Regions from separate parts of the Ovis aries genome. Here region 1 is linked to region 2. The links are chromatin contacts, called in public Hi-C maps. All regions are on one chromosome and are shown on one strand. The core of a region is the stretch at or near the end of the contact, and the rest is flanking DNA. Distances in the headings are between cores, read along the strand shown. Region 1 overlaps LOC114116191 (a long non-coding RNA gene). Region 2 overlaps ARMC2 (armadillo repeat containing 2).

The links. A called contact is a pair of places that touch in the nucleus more often than the background predicts.
Region 1: a contact with region 2 is called in a Hi-C map of tail adipose tissue, with 2.4 times the contacts expected there. The contact joins two enhancer-like sites. A contact is called at or near these places in 5 of 16 Hi-C or Micro-C datasets (liver, muscle, omental adipose tissue and 1 more).

The regions. Positions count from the first base shown.
Region 1 is chr8:28,635,386-28,641,786 of ARS-UI_Ramb_v3.0, reverse strand. All of the region lies in intron 6 of LOC114116191 (a long non-coding RNA gene), which reads left to right. Among named protein-coding and RNA genes, the nearest start is that of ARMC2, 16 kb to the right of the region's middle. Within about 2 kb of position 3,651, at least 9 of the 54 cell types and tissues checked have an H3K27ac peak or open chromatin away from gene starts, as enhancers often do. A contact at or near this core is called in tail adipose tissue, where this site is marked.
Region 2 is chr8:28,580,435-28,586,095 of ARS-UI_Ramb_v3.0, reverse strand. It overlaps ARMC2 (armadillo repeat containing 2), which reads left to right. Exons shown (of 18, transcript XM_027972389.3): 6 at 1,506-1,582; 7 at 5,231-5,329. Among named protein-coding and RNA genes, the nearest start is that of ARMC2, 39 kb to the left of the region's middle. Within about 2 kb of position 2,820, at least 21 of the 54 cell types and tissues checked have an H3K27ac peak or open chromatin away from gene starts, as enhancers often do. A contact at or near this core is called in tail adipose tissue, where this site is marked.

The sequences.
Region 1 (6,401 bases), core at 2,402-4,901, 55 kb before region 2:
TGCATCATCCATCAAAAGCAAAAGATTTAGCAACTTGAGCTCCAACTTCTAAAAACTGACTACTGTTGCCCTAATGATACGTGAAACATGTTGGAGTCACTAAAGCAGTTACCTCACTGCTGCTGCTGCTGCTAAGTCGCTTCAGTCGTGTCCGACTCTGTGCAACCCCATAGATGGCAGCCCACCAGGCTGCCCCGTCCTTGGGATTCTCCAGGCAAGAACACTGGAGTGGGTTGCCGTTTCCTTCTCCAATGCATGAAAGTGAAAAGTGAAAGAGAAGTCGCTCAGTCGTGTTTGACTCTTAGCGACCCCATGGACTGCAGCCCACCAGGCTCCTCCATCCATGGGATTTTCCAGGCAAGAGTACTGCGCTTGTCTTAATTGATAAAGGGGAATAACAACAGAAGTTACTTCAGGGAATTTGGACATGAACGTAATAGGAGCACTTTTTCTCCCCTCTTTTCCTATTAGTCACCCTCCCTCCCTCATCCCTTCTTCAAATGTAAACCTGAAAAGTAACTGGTTTCATGCTTGAAACTGTATGTCCTCAAAAGCAATCTTCTTCCCACCCTGCCTGAAGTTGCTTTGTTTCTGGACAGTATACAGTGTCTGCTCATTATCACTCTACTGTCCCACTTCCATGCACATCTCTCTGATTGTTACTGTCCCATAACTAAGGCTATAAGCCTGGTGGTTGGCTAACTGTGCCAAGGGCCTACCTGTGGAGGACTCACTGCTAACACTCGAGAGGTAGATGGGCATGGCCCACCTGCCCTGGACTGCTTTGTCCTACATCAGTCGTCAGTGAGGGCAGGACTGTCAACAGCAATCGTCAAGGGACAACACCTTGTGGATGAAGATACCTGTGCGTGGGGGGGTAGGGGTGTATGTGTATGTGTGTGTGCTAAGTCACTTCAGTCATGTTCCACTCTTTGCAACCCTATAGACTGAGCCTGCCAGGCTCCTCTGTCTATGGGATTTTTCAGGCAAGAATACTGGAGTGGGTTGCTACACCCTCCTCTAGGGGATCTTCCCAACCCAGGGATGGAATCTGTATCTCTTACATCTCCTGCAATGGCAGGTGGGTTTTTTACAACTAGCACCACCTGGGAAGCCCATGTATATGTATACGTGTGTGTGCGCGTGTGTGTGCATGTGTGTGTGTGTGTGTGTGTATTCATTCTGTGCAATTTTTGGTATTGAGGTCCACATCATGCTTTACTTTTCTCTATGTATAGCTAGGTTCGTTATGAGCATTTGGGTGAATTTTTAGTTTCTCAAGAAATAATTTCCAATATTTTTAATATATTTTAAAATAATAGCTAATAGTAACAGTATTTTGGTTGGGCAAACCTTTCCAAATTTGGGGAAATTTTTAATAAAAATGACTATTAGAAAACACCAAAGAATAACCAAAAACTGAGAGAAACCAGACAAGAATCTACCTGAGTGAGATTTGCTATTTGCAGCAGCTTTTTGCTTTTGATAACTTCCCAACCTCTGGACAGCTTAGAGGCAGCAAAAATTCACAGTCTTGCTGGATTAAAGAGTCAGATGCAGAGTTTGGTATAGGATGCCATCATATATCCATCAGAATGGCTAAAATTTAAAAGATTTATAAAGCTAAATGTTAATGAGAATATAGAGTAACTGGAATTCTCATATGTTGTTGTATGTAGCTGGATATATGTGGGACTTTAAAATGGTACAACCATTTTGGAAAATGGCTTGACAGTATCATACTATTAATATCAAGCTATACTTGGACTTAGCAATTTATCTAAAAGAAATGAAAACACACACACACACACACACACACACACACACACACACACACACACACACACAACGGTTGTTTGAGACTGTTCATAGCAGCTTTTTTTTTCCAATAGCCAAAAGCTGGCTTCCCAGGTTGTGCTAGTGGTAAAGAACCCACTTGCCAGTGTAGAAGGTGCAAAAGATTTGGGTTTGATCCCTGGGTTGGGAAGATCCCCTGGAGGAGGAAATGACAACCCACTCCAGTATTCTTGCCTGGAGAATCCCACGGCCAGAGGAGCCTGGGGGCTACTGTCTACAGGGGCAAAGGATGGGCCACAACTGAAGTGAAGCAAGCAAGCAGAAGATGGAGGCAACTCACTGTCCACCACCCAGATAGTAAGATACCATCTAACAATGGTTCTTCCACCGTAAGAGCCAGTGTTCTCACAATGGGATACTACACAACAATAAACACAAAGGAATTACTCAGCAAAATGGATGAGTCTCACAAATAGTATGCTGAATAACAGAAGGCAGATCCAAAGGAGTATCGTTTTATATGTGAAGTTCTAGAGCAGGCAAAAATAATCACAAGTTAAAAAATAAAAACAGCGGCTTGTCTCTGAATGGGAGTAAGAGGAGACACAGGGGAAATTTCTGGGGAGATGAAAATGTTCTATATTGTGATAGGGACATTGATTATGTGTGAGCATTCATTTGCCACAATTGCACAATGAAAAATTGTATATTTTAGTGTGTAGAAATTACCTAAAAGAATGAATGAAAATAATTGTAATGAAGTATGTATGTGGGGAGTAGAGAAACAGATGAAACAAAGCTGTTTAAGCTGGAGGTTGGGTACATGGGGGCTCATTTTCTGTTCATTTTGTATACATTGGAAATTTTACAAAATAGAAGTTTAAAAATATAATAGTATACAATTCCTTTTGACTACAGCAAGACCCACTGAACATTATGTAGTATTTTTAATTAGCTGGAGGTTAAAACGAGAAGTTAACTGGCTTTGCTCATGAATGTGTTTCTCTTTATTTCTTGGATCATTTTCATCTGTTTCAGTGTTCAAAAATAGAAGAGAGGTCATCACTGTAGTGCGGTCTCAGTATTAAACTTTATTACTAACATTTCCTCAGAGAGCAGACTAAAGAAGGCTAATTTTATCAGAAAATTAACAACCGCTCATGTTAGCAAGTTGTATAAGAATATGTTTGATAAACTCCAGCATTAAATTGGCTAATTTTTTTTAATTCTGCTAAATTATACACTTAAAAATGGTTAGGATACTATGTGTTTTTACAATTAAAAATTTTTATGTAAGCAAAAATGTTGCAGATGAAGAGATAAAGTGGTTTTCTTTTTCTTCCACATACTCAATATTTATTTCTCTTGCCCTTGGATGTCACATGGTACTCATTACAGTTCCGGGAAGTGAAACACTTTTTAAAATATTTCAAATAATTGTCCTCAGGTTCCCAACAAGCAAGATCCAGGATACCAATATTCCCTGAAATTTATAAACAGAAATACTTCATGAACCATTTCTTCATGTGTAAACTTTGTGATGAGTTTAATTTTAGCAGCTTGTTTATATCAATCTTTTTATTTCATAATTTAAACTCCCAATTTGGGGGTGGAGGGCCAGAAGAAGAAGAAAAAAGATGGCTTTCATATGTAAAGAACCTCTCAGTATAAATTCACCGAAGCAGTCCTTAGAGGAAAAGATGGCATCGTAGCACTGCCTTTTCATAAAGTTTTAATTTGGAAGTTCTTCAAGAGTATAAGCTTTCACACTGGAATGTCTCTGGCTGGGCAGCTCGGGTAGTTTTGAAATCTCTGTTTCATGGGAACTCTGTGGTTTCTGAAACAGAACAGATATTCCTCCAGGGCAGTTTAGGGCAACCAGGCAGCGGGAAGGACTCAGCAGTCCTGGCCAGATAGTAGGGCTGGAGGGAGAGTTTTCCGGAATGAATGAATGCCTACTGTTTTCCATCATTGAGTCATTTGGTTGGAGAGGTCAGGTCTAGAGAGAAAGAATCTGATTGCCTGAGGTGAGGCCATGAGCCTGCCGCTGGCTGTTGGGGGGGTGGAGGATGGAAGTGGGGGTGGTGACAGGAAGTTTCTACCAGGAAGAACCTTCAGGAACTCCTTCAGCCTTCTCAGTGGCAGGACAGGGTGTCTCCAATTACTGAACATACTGGAGGAAATGAAATTCACAAGAGGCAAGAGGGTTTTGTTGCAGTGAGGGGACAGATGGGTCCACTTCTGAGAAGGGGAAGCTGCTCAGAATCACACATTCCCTGTCCACTTCATCTATGCTGATACATCCTCAGGGTCCTCCAGTCCAAGAAGATGGCCATGTCTTATGATCCTGATCATCCTCAGTCATCCTTGCAGCAGTGGACAGAGTGAGTCACTCAGGATACTTTGGGCTGCATGGAGAGCCTCACCTGGCTCACACAATACAGGAAAGATTATTTCACACAGCAAGTCATCCTGAGACAGGATGGCTTGGTTGAGTCAGAGGCTAAGCAATATTGTCAAGGACCCAGATGAATTCCACCTTTCTGCTTTGTCATTATAAGGGTGTCAGTCCTGGTACGGTGGCAGCAGTTCCAGTGTTCAGATCCCCACATACCACCATCCAGAGACAGAAAAAGGGCTCATTGTGTCCGTGTGTCTCTCTCTAAGAGCTAAGAAACCTTTCTCGGAAGGCCCTCAGCAGATGTCTTTTTTGTGCCTCATTGGTCAGAATTGGGTCATGTGCCTTTTGGGGCCAGTTACCATGAAGGAAAATGGCATTGCCACAACTGGCGTAATCGAGATATGAGGCCAGCCTTCCCTAAACCTTGTGGCCACAAAGAGTAAAATCGACAACTGAAAAAAGTTGGGTGAAATTTTGCGGACACCTGTCACATTGGTGGCTCCTTATATTTGAGAAATTCCACACAGTATGAGTCCCAGATGGAAACAGAACTCTCCTTCCTGATTGGCAGGAAGGCTTGGGTGCAGGCATGTTACCTGGACTCCACCAACCAGATACACCTGCTCAAGACTTGAATTTAGAACTGAGCAAAGGCAGGAACTAGGGGCCGGCAGTTTCTTTTTTCCAATGAAGATGGGGGAACCTTTTGGGTAGACAATGCAGTTTTTAGAAACAGCTAAGTGGTAACATCTCGTGCATCACATCCATGTTACAGTGAGCAGTGGCCACAGATCTTCACTGGAGCAGTTTGGTAGTATAATTTGGGTATTTTTCCAGGTTATATAGTCTTCAAGCCTGGTTTTCCAGCCCTCCTAGGGGTCCTGTGAGCTCCCAGAGTCCATAAATAAACTCCTTTCTAGCTTAAACTAGCTGGAGATGGTGCTGTTGTTCATTACCAGGAACTCTGCAAGGAAGAAATAAAGAATAGCTATTGGGTAGACAAAACCATGTCTACTACAGTAGGGCATCAGTAGGTAATTGGGGGACTTCTTTGACGGTCCAGTGGTTAAGACTCTGCACTCCAAATGCAGGAGATTCTGGTTTGATCCCTGGTCAGGGAAATAGATCCAGTATGCTGCAACTAAGACTCAGAGCAGTCAAAAAAATAAATACTTAAAAAAAAAAGTAGGTAGTCAGCACTGCAAATTACCAGGGGGCTGGATTTTGTGGGGCTACACCCGCCTTACAGAAAATACCACATGAACAACACCCCAGGAGCTGTGCCTTGCTGCCAGATCTGGCTTCCTTTCTCAGTTGTCCTCCTTGGGATGACTTCAGGATTACTACTTTTCCTCTGGAAATCTGCTCTTACTGCCTTTCTCTTTAAGCAGTTTCAAATGGCTTCATACTCTGAGAATTCCCGTCGCCCTTCCCCGGGCCTAATGGGTAGGTGTAACTTAATACTGTGTGGAAGAAATCACAGACCAGGCTAGCCAAGTCAAGTCAAGCATAAATAAAAAGGTTAAGAAAAAAGAGATGCATGACACAGTCATACGCATGACTGTATCTCCTCTTACAAATAACCAAAAGGTAAGGAACTTTGCTTGCAATTTATTTAACATTTTTATTAAGCCAACAAATAAATTTATGGTAACATTAAGGAAACTTTCAACAGCAGAAGAAAAAAACTGCATTTACAATTCTGCCCCTCTCCCTGCCTCAGCAGAACTACTTGTGCCTCTTAACACTGTCTTATTTGCATATACCTGTGCTTTTCATTAGGGGGGGTGGTGGTGGTGCTTTAGTTGCAAAGTCGTGTCCGACTCTTGAGATCCCATGGACTGTAGCCTGTTAGGCTCCTCTGTCCATGGGATTCTCTAGGCAAGAATAGTGGAGTGGGTTGCCATTTCCTTCTCCAGAGGATCTTCCCGACCTAGAAATTGAACCCAGGTCTCCTGTACTGCAGGCAGATTCTTTACCAACTGAGCAATGAGGGAATCCCCCCATTAAGTGGGTACCTCACATTTTGCCTAATCATCAACCACCTTCAGTAGATATTTAGGAGGCTTCCAAGCTTACAAACGTTCTTATAATAATTTTGCATTAAGCAGGTGTGAAACATTGTTCTTCCGATGAATAATGCCAATCATTGAATCAGATAAACACTTTGAATGGCTTTGCCTGGCCCTGCTGATTTGCATTG
Region 2 (5,661 bases), core at 1,571-4,070:
TAGGTGCAAACTATCCTGCTTGACTTCAGCAGCTGTTAGGACAATGATGAAAAGAAAGGCTTGCCTCTATGGTCCTCAGATTTTCTTATTATTTCTAGGAGTGCTGAGTCTGGGAACGTATTTGGCCTTACACCCTGCCAAAGTTTTGGTATTTTGCCTTTTCATAGGATTTATTTCCTTTATTTCTGTCTTCATTGAGATCTCCATTTGGATCTCTACTCTTGAGTGTTGACGAAAAGGATTCCATCCCCATTTCTTTCTTTGACTGACCAGGACTTCTTGCTACCAGATCTGTTGTTTTGTTGCTATGTATAAACATAAAGCAATTGTTTTGGAGTATTAAATAATCAGACTCTGGGAAGAGTAACTTGATCTTTTCTCTATTGCACGATAAGAGGAAATGTTAAATCCAGTGTTTTTTAAAAAAGGAAATGTTTACGGAAAAAATGATATTTGGAGAAACTAATCCTTGGGCAGCAGTCAAGGCCAGGGGCCAAGACACAGCACTGAACATTCACTGGGAATCTTACCCCAGCAGCAGCAGGAGCAGTGGACAGACAGACATACGGATGTTTATGGCTGACCATGGCCACATGTGTGTGCATTTATGATTTTTGTGGCAAATATTATATCTGATGATAAAAATGAAATTTTGTCGTAAAACTTGCACTATTAATCTCTCAGTGTTTTGTGTTTTTTTACCTTGGAATTTTGCACAGATATTTAAAAGTAAGTACTTTAAGCATCAGCTCTAGCTAAAGAGAAGTTATGTCCTTCATAGACCATTTCTACATTATATATAACCTTCCAAACAAAACCTAAGCATAAAATTCTGCTGTTGGCCAGCCACCAAATTTTCATCTGAAGCGCAAAATACTTGTTATCTGGGGACTGCCTGAATTTATTTTCTATTTTTTAACATTTCAAATATTTCTTTAAAATTTTTTTCATGGGCTATTAATTAATTTTCAAATAGAGATTGGAGACATAGCGATTTGGTGGAAAGAGCAGTGAATTGGACATTATGAAACCTGGGTTCCAGATCTGATGCCCCTGTGTGATTCCTGGGCACATCTGATCTAACTGGGAACAGGTTTCTTGCCAGCAGCACGAGTGCACCAGAGTGTGAGAGAAAGAGGTCTCCTGAATGCTAGGCTTTTTTGATTCAAGCACAGCAGAGTTCTTTCTTATTGTAACAGTGACCTCTTGTGGTACAGATCCTTCATCAGTTTTTCTTGGTTTGCAAAGCAAACTTTGGATTTATTTTGTTGTTGTTTCTAGTAACTGTATTTTGTATTGTAAGGCAAATCTGACTTGTCTTTAAAAGGTAAGTCTCAGCTGAAAATCAGAGGTTGATTAAAATGAGGTAGTAAGAGCACCAAACTCCATTTCATAAGCAATTCTCTGTGGTTTCTTCAGAAATCGTATTTAGCCTACTCTTAACACAGAAAGAGAACTGCTTTGGCTTTTGTGCTGAGTGCTGTGTGTATTCATCTTCCTCACAGAGACCAGGGGAAGAGGCGTCCGAGGGCTTCCTCAAGCTCCCGCAGCCCAGACCAGAGCAGGCTGGACATTAGAGCAGGTGAGGCTCCTGTGTTCTTAGAGGTCCCCAGCATCTTGTCCTCAGCATCTCCATCTGTAGGATAATCGTTTGCTTTAAAGATGTCTGATGTTGCCTCACTCCGAAATTTCCAGGAACTTTAGCCAGCTTGGTCACACATCAGCATTTATTTTTATAAATGTTTATTATTTTCACAACAGTCTTAGCACTTTACCCTTACTCGACTCCAGCGCCTCAAGCATCTATAGGTTATAGTCTACACAGAAATGATTTTATAATTCTGCACTGATGACTGCACAGAAATTATTTTGTAGAAGCATTTGGAAGGTTGCAAAACGTGACCACACAGTTCTTAAGTTGATTGAAAAGGAGTCAAAATCATGGCTTACTTAAATGACACTATATTAGCTGCATCAAACCAGCCCTTTGAGGCTTTAAAACTGAGAAAATACGTAACAATGTAAATCACAGGCTAGAAATGCTACAGAATATTTTTGTGCAATGGGATATAGCAGTTAGAAAAATGAACTAGAGTACATTTATAATATTGAATGAAATGAATATAAACATAACATCACATGAAAAAATTAAGCTGCAAAAAAACAAAGGCATGTGTTGTTATGGATACAGATCTATGTGGTAAATGTGATAAAAATAACCATTCAGTTTAGCGTGGTGGTAACCCTTGGGGAGGGGGATGGTTGGGGGAGGCACACGGAGGGCATTAACAATATCTATAATGTTTCTTTCTTTGAAATGAAGAAAATGAAAACACAGTTAATATTTGACCAGACTATTTGTGGACACACAGGTGTTCATTACCTTCTTCGTATAATATTTTGGTGCACATGAACTTTTATGAAACCAAGCTAATAATTCAAAAAATATTTTCTTATCTTCCAAACAAATTTCTTATCAGTAAAATGACTTTTGTGACCAGCAGGAATTTCTGTAGTAGTCAGGAGAATCTTAGACTGATTTCCCAGTCAGCATTGTTGCTAAGCATCTTACATGTGCATGCTAAAACCAGCAGCCAATAAACATTGTCAAGTTTTTGTGTCCCGAACTCAAAAGCTGTGGTGAAGAACTGTAACCACTGAGACAGCAAAATCTTCCAAAAACATGCTGAAATTTCTGCTTGACTTACCCAATTTCCTGTTGAATCACAATTTTTATATTTAGCAAAGTGTGAACCTAGATGAAAGTGCTCTCTAGAATGTTAGGTTGTTGCCCAAGACGGAGACAAACTCTATTTATTTATCATCTGGCAATCTTAAAAAGTGATCACATGACTCCAGGCTTCCGTTTCTAGGGTAGGAGCTGGGTTAGCGTATAAAATCAGATTTCTTTGGAGAGCAGAGTTGGAGGAGATGCGTGAGGGGAAAGGCCATGGCTGGACACCCCAGCTCACACGGGGGTTCCTGGGAGAGGGTTGAAAGCAAACTCTTACGCCACAGTGTCTGGCTAACTTCTGTTCTGAGAAGAAACAAGTCTCAGAAGCACTCGGAAGGGCCTGTGAGGGCCTTTCCTTTCCAAAGGTTAAACAAACTGCTCTGTGATTTCTGGCTCACCCCTGTAATTCGGCTCTTCCTGGGGTGAACATGTTATCAATTTTGTTTGTCCTGACAAACGGTTTGATAATTGTGGTTTCTCACAGAATGGTTCTGCTTAAGAGAGCATACCGCATAGAAGGTATAAAAAAAAAAAAACAAAACTGATTTCAACTGAAATCAGTGAAATTTGGACTCATTGAAGTCTGTATTTCTAATAAGTTTAAGTTTGTCATGGATGATTGTCTATTATATTATTTGTCTGGCTTCTTATCTCTGGGCTTTCCCCTTGCCTTGATGTATGTTGATTTTATTTCTCATACTTTGGACTTTGAGTGTGTCCGACACCTGGGAATATGAGCAACTATGTTGTTTATACAGCTTGAATAGTCGTGTTTACTTTTAGGATCCATATCCGTGATTTATCAGTGTCAGGGAAGATTTGTAAGAGTAATGAGCCAGAAGATGGAGGTGGTGGTCTGCAGTCCTTTTCCTGCAGCTCCTAAACCTCGGGAGCTCTGAGAGCTGAGATACTGTACAAACTCATTTAGTGACAGTGCCTGGCCTGTGCTGGTGGGAGTCCAGTTCTCGTTTTTGTTTCTTTAGTGTGTTATAGTCACATGCTTTGCTGCAGGGTGCTGCCTCAGAAGACCGTGCTGGCAGTGATGTGTGAAGCAGTGTGAGCACCATGTGTGCCTGTGCTGAGTCGCTTCAGTCATGTCTGGCTCTTTGAGGTCCATGGGTTACAGCCCTCCAGGCTCCTCTGTCTATGGGATTCTCCAGGCAAGAATACTGGAGTGGGCGGCCATGCCCTCCTCCAAGGGATCTTCCCGACCCAGGGATCGAACCCGCATCGCTCATGTCTCCTACATTGGCAGACAGGTTCTTTACCACTAGAGCCACCTGGAAAGCCTGAGGGCCTCAGGGCGAGGCCGTCAGAGGAGGAAGGCTGTGGATTTTGTCTCTAGCTCTGCTTCTGAGTGTCTGGCCCGGCAGCCCCCACCCCCCACCCCCGGCTAGACAGTCTTTGTTTTAGACCTTGAGATCTTGCCTGTGTGAAATGTAATCATGATTTGCAGTTTCTAATACGATTTACATTTCTGCCTGAAGTTATCTTTTAGTTTGCCAATTTGCTTCAGGGCAGAATAGCCCCCAAAGAGGTCAAGTGCAATGCAGTGGAGCTCTGTGACTTTGGCCAGGTTACTTAATAACCCTGAGCCCCTCTCTCTTCATCTGGAAAATAGTGACAATGTGGGGACCTCCTGAGAGTGTTGTGACAAAAATGCAGACCTGTTGGATCTAAAGTACACCATCTGTGGGAGTTCTAACTTGTCCACAGCTGCCTCCTCAGGCTGCCTCTCTCTCGGTGATCTGGTGATAACACACAGCCTGATACACTTCAGACAGGGATGACCTCTTTATTGTTGTTTTTTTTTTTTTAACCAGGGAAGTGAAACCATGCTGACTGAGTGCTTCTAGATGCTAGGCACTGGGCTCAGAGCTTTGCTTACATCGGGTCTTTGAATTCTCATAACCCTGAAGGCAAATATTTTAATCTCGGTTTTGCTGATGAGGCTCAGAAAGGATAAGAAACCAGACCCCCATCACCCAGTGCATCAGTAACGGAGCTGGGATTTGAACTGAGGTCTGTCAGCACCCAGAGCTCAGGCTTCCTGTTGCCCCACACAAAACCACTGGTGTGAGAAGCCCTGGCCCCACAATACTGTGAACATTCTATTTTCTGTAGGAGAGAAAGTCCCTGCAGGCCTCCCTCAGAAAATTTTCCATTAAAACATTTTCAAAATCCTTGTTCTTTACATATCTGTAGTTTTCTCTTTATTTTATGTTATAGAGGGATGTTTAAAAAGAAAAAACAAACAAGCAGAAACAAGCCAGAACTCCAGAGTGCCTCGGAGTTTAAAGTTATGATTTCTTTACATGATCTTTACTGAGTTTAATTTGACTAGAAGACGTGTAATCAGTTGGGTTGAGGGGGCAAAGTGTAATGTAATTCCAGAGTTCATTAATTTTAGGGATGGGTAACGAACTCTCATCGGCAGTGTTCTAGTTGTAACCCCCTTTTCACGGCTCTTTCTCTTGTTCTGTTTTTCTGTTGCAGGCTCAAAAGCTGACTTGCAAGAAAAGGATACAGAAATAGAAGTAGATGAAGTATTTTGGAATACAAGGATTGTACCCATTTTGCATGACTTAGAAAAAGGTAAAAAAAAAAAAAAAGTCGCTTTAGATCGAAAATATCTCCAGTTATTTATATGTTCCCCATTGCCCTGATATTTTCAGTGTACTCTGTCATTTCTGTGAACTTGTTCAGAAACAAGTGAAATCATCTATTTACCTAGTAATGTATGTATTCAGTATTACATTTTAAAATTATACTTTAAATACCGCAAGAGAACCTACTTCTAAAAGTCCCTTTAGAATATAAATTACCACTGCTTCTGCCCAAGGAAATGCCAGTTTGAACTCTCTGGAGTGGTAGTTCATGAATGACAGTGCAAAACTAAAATAAATTTCAGTCCTCTGAAACGTTGG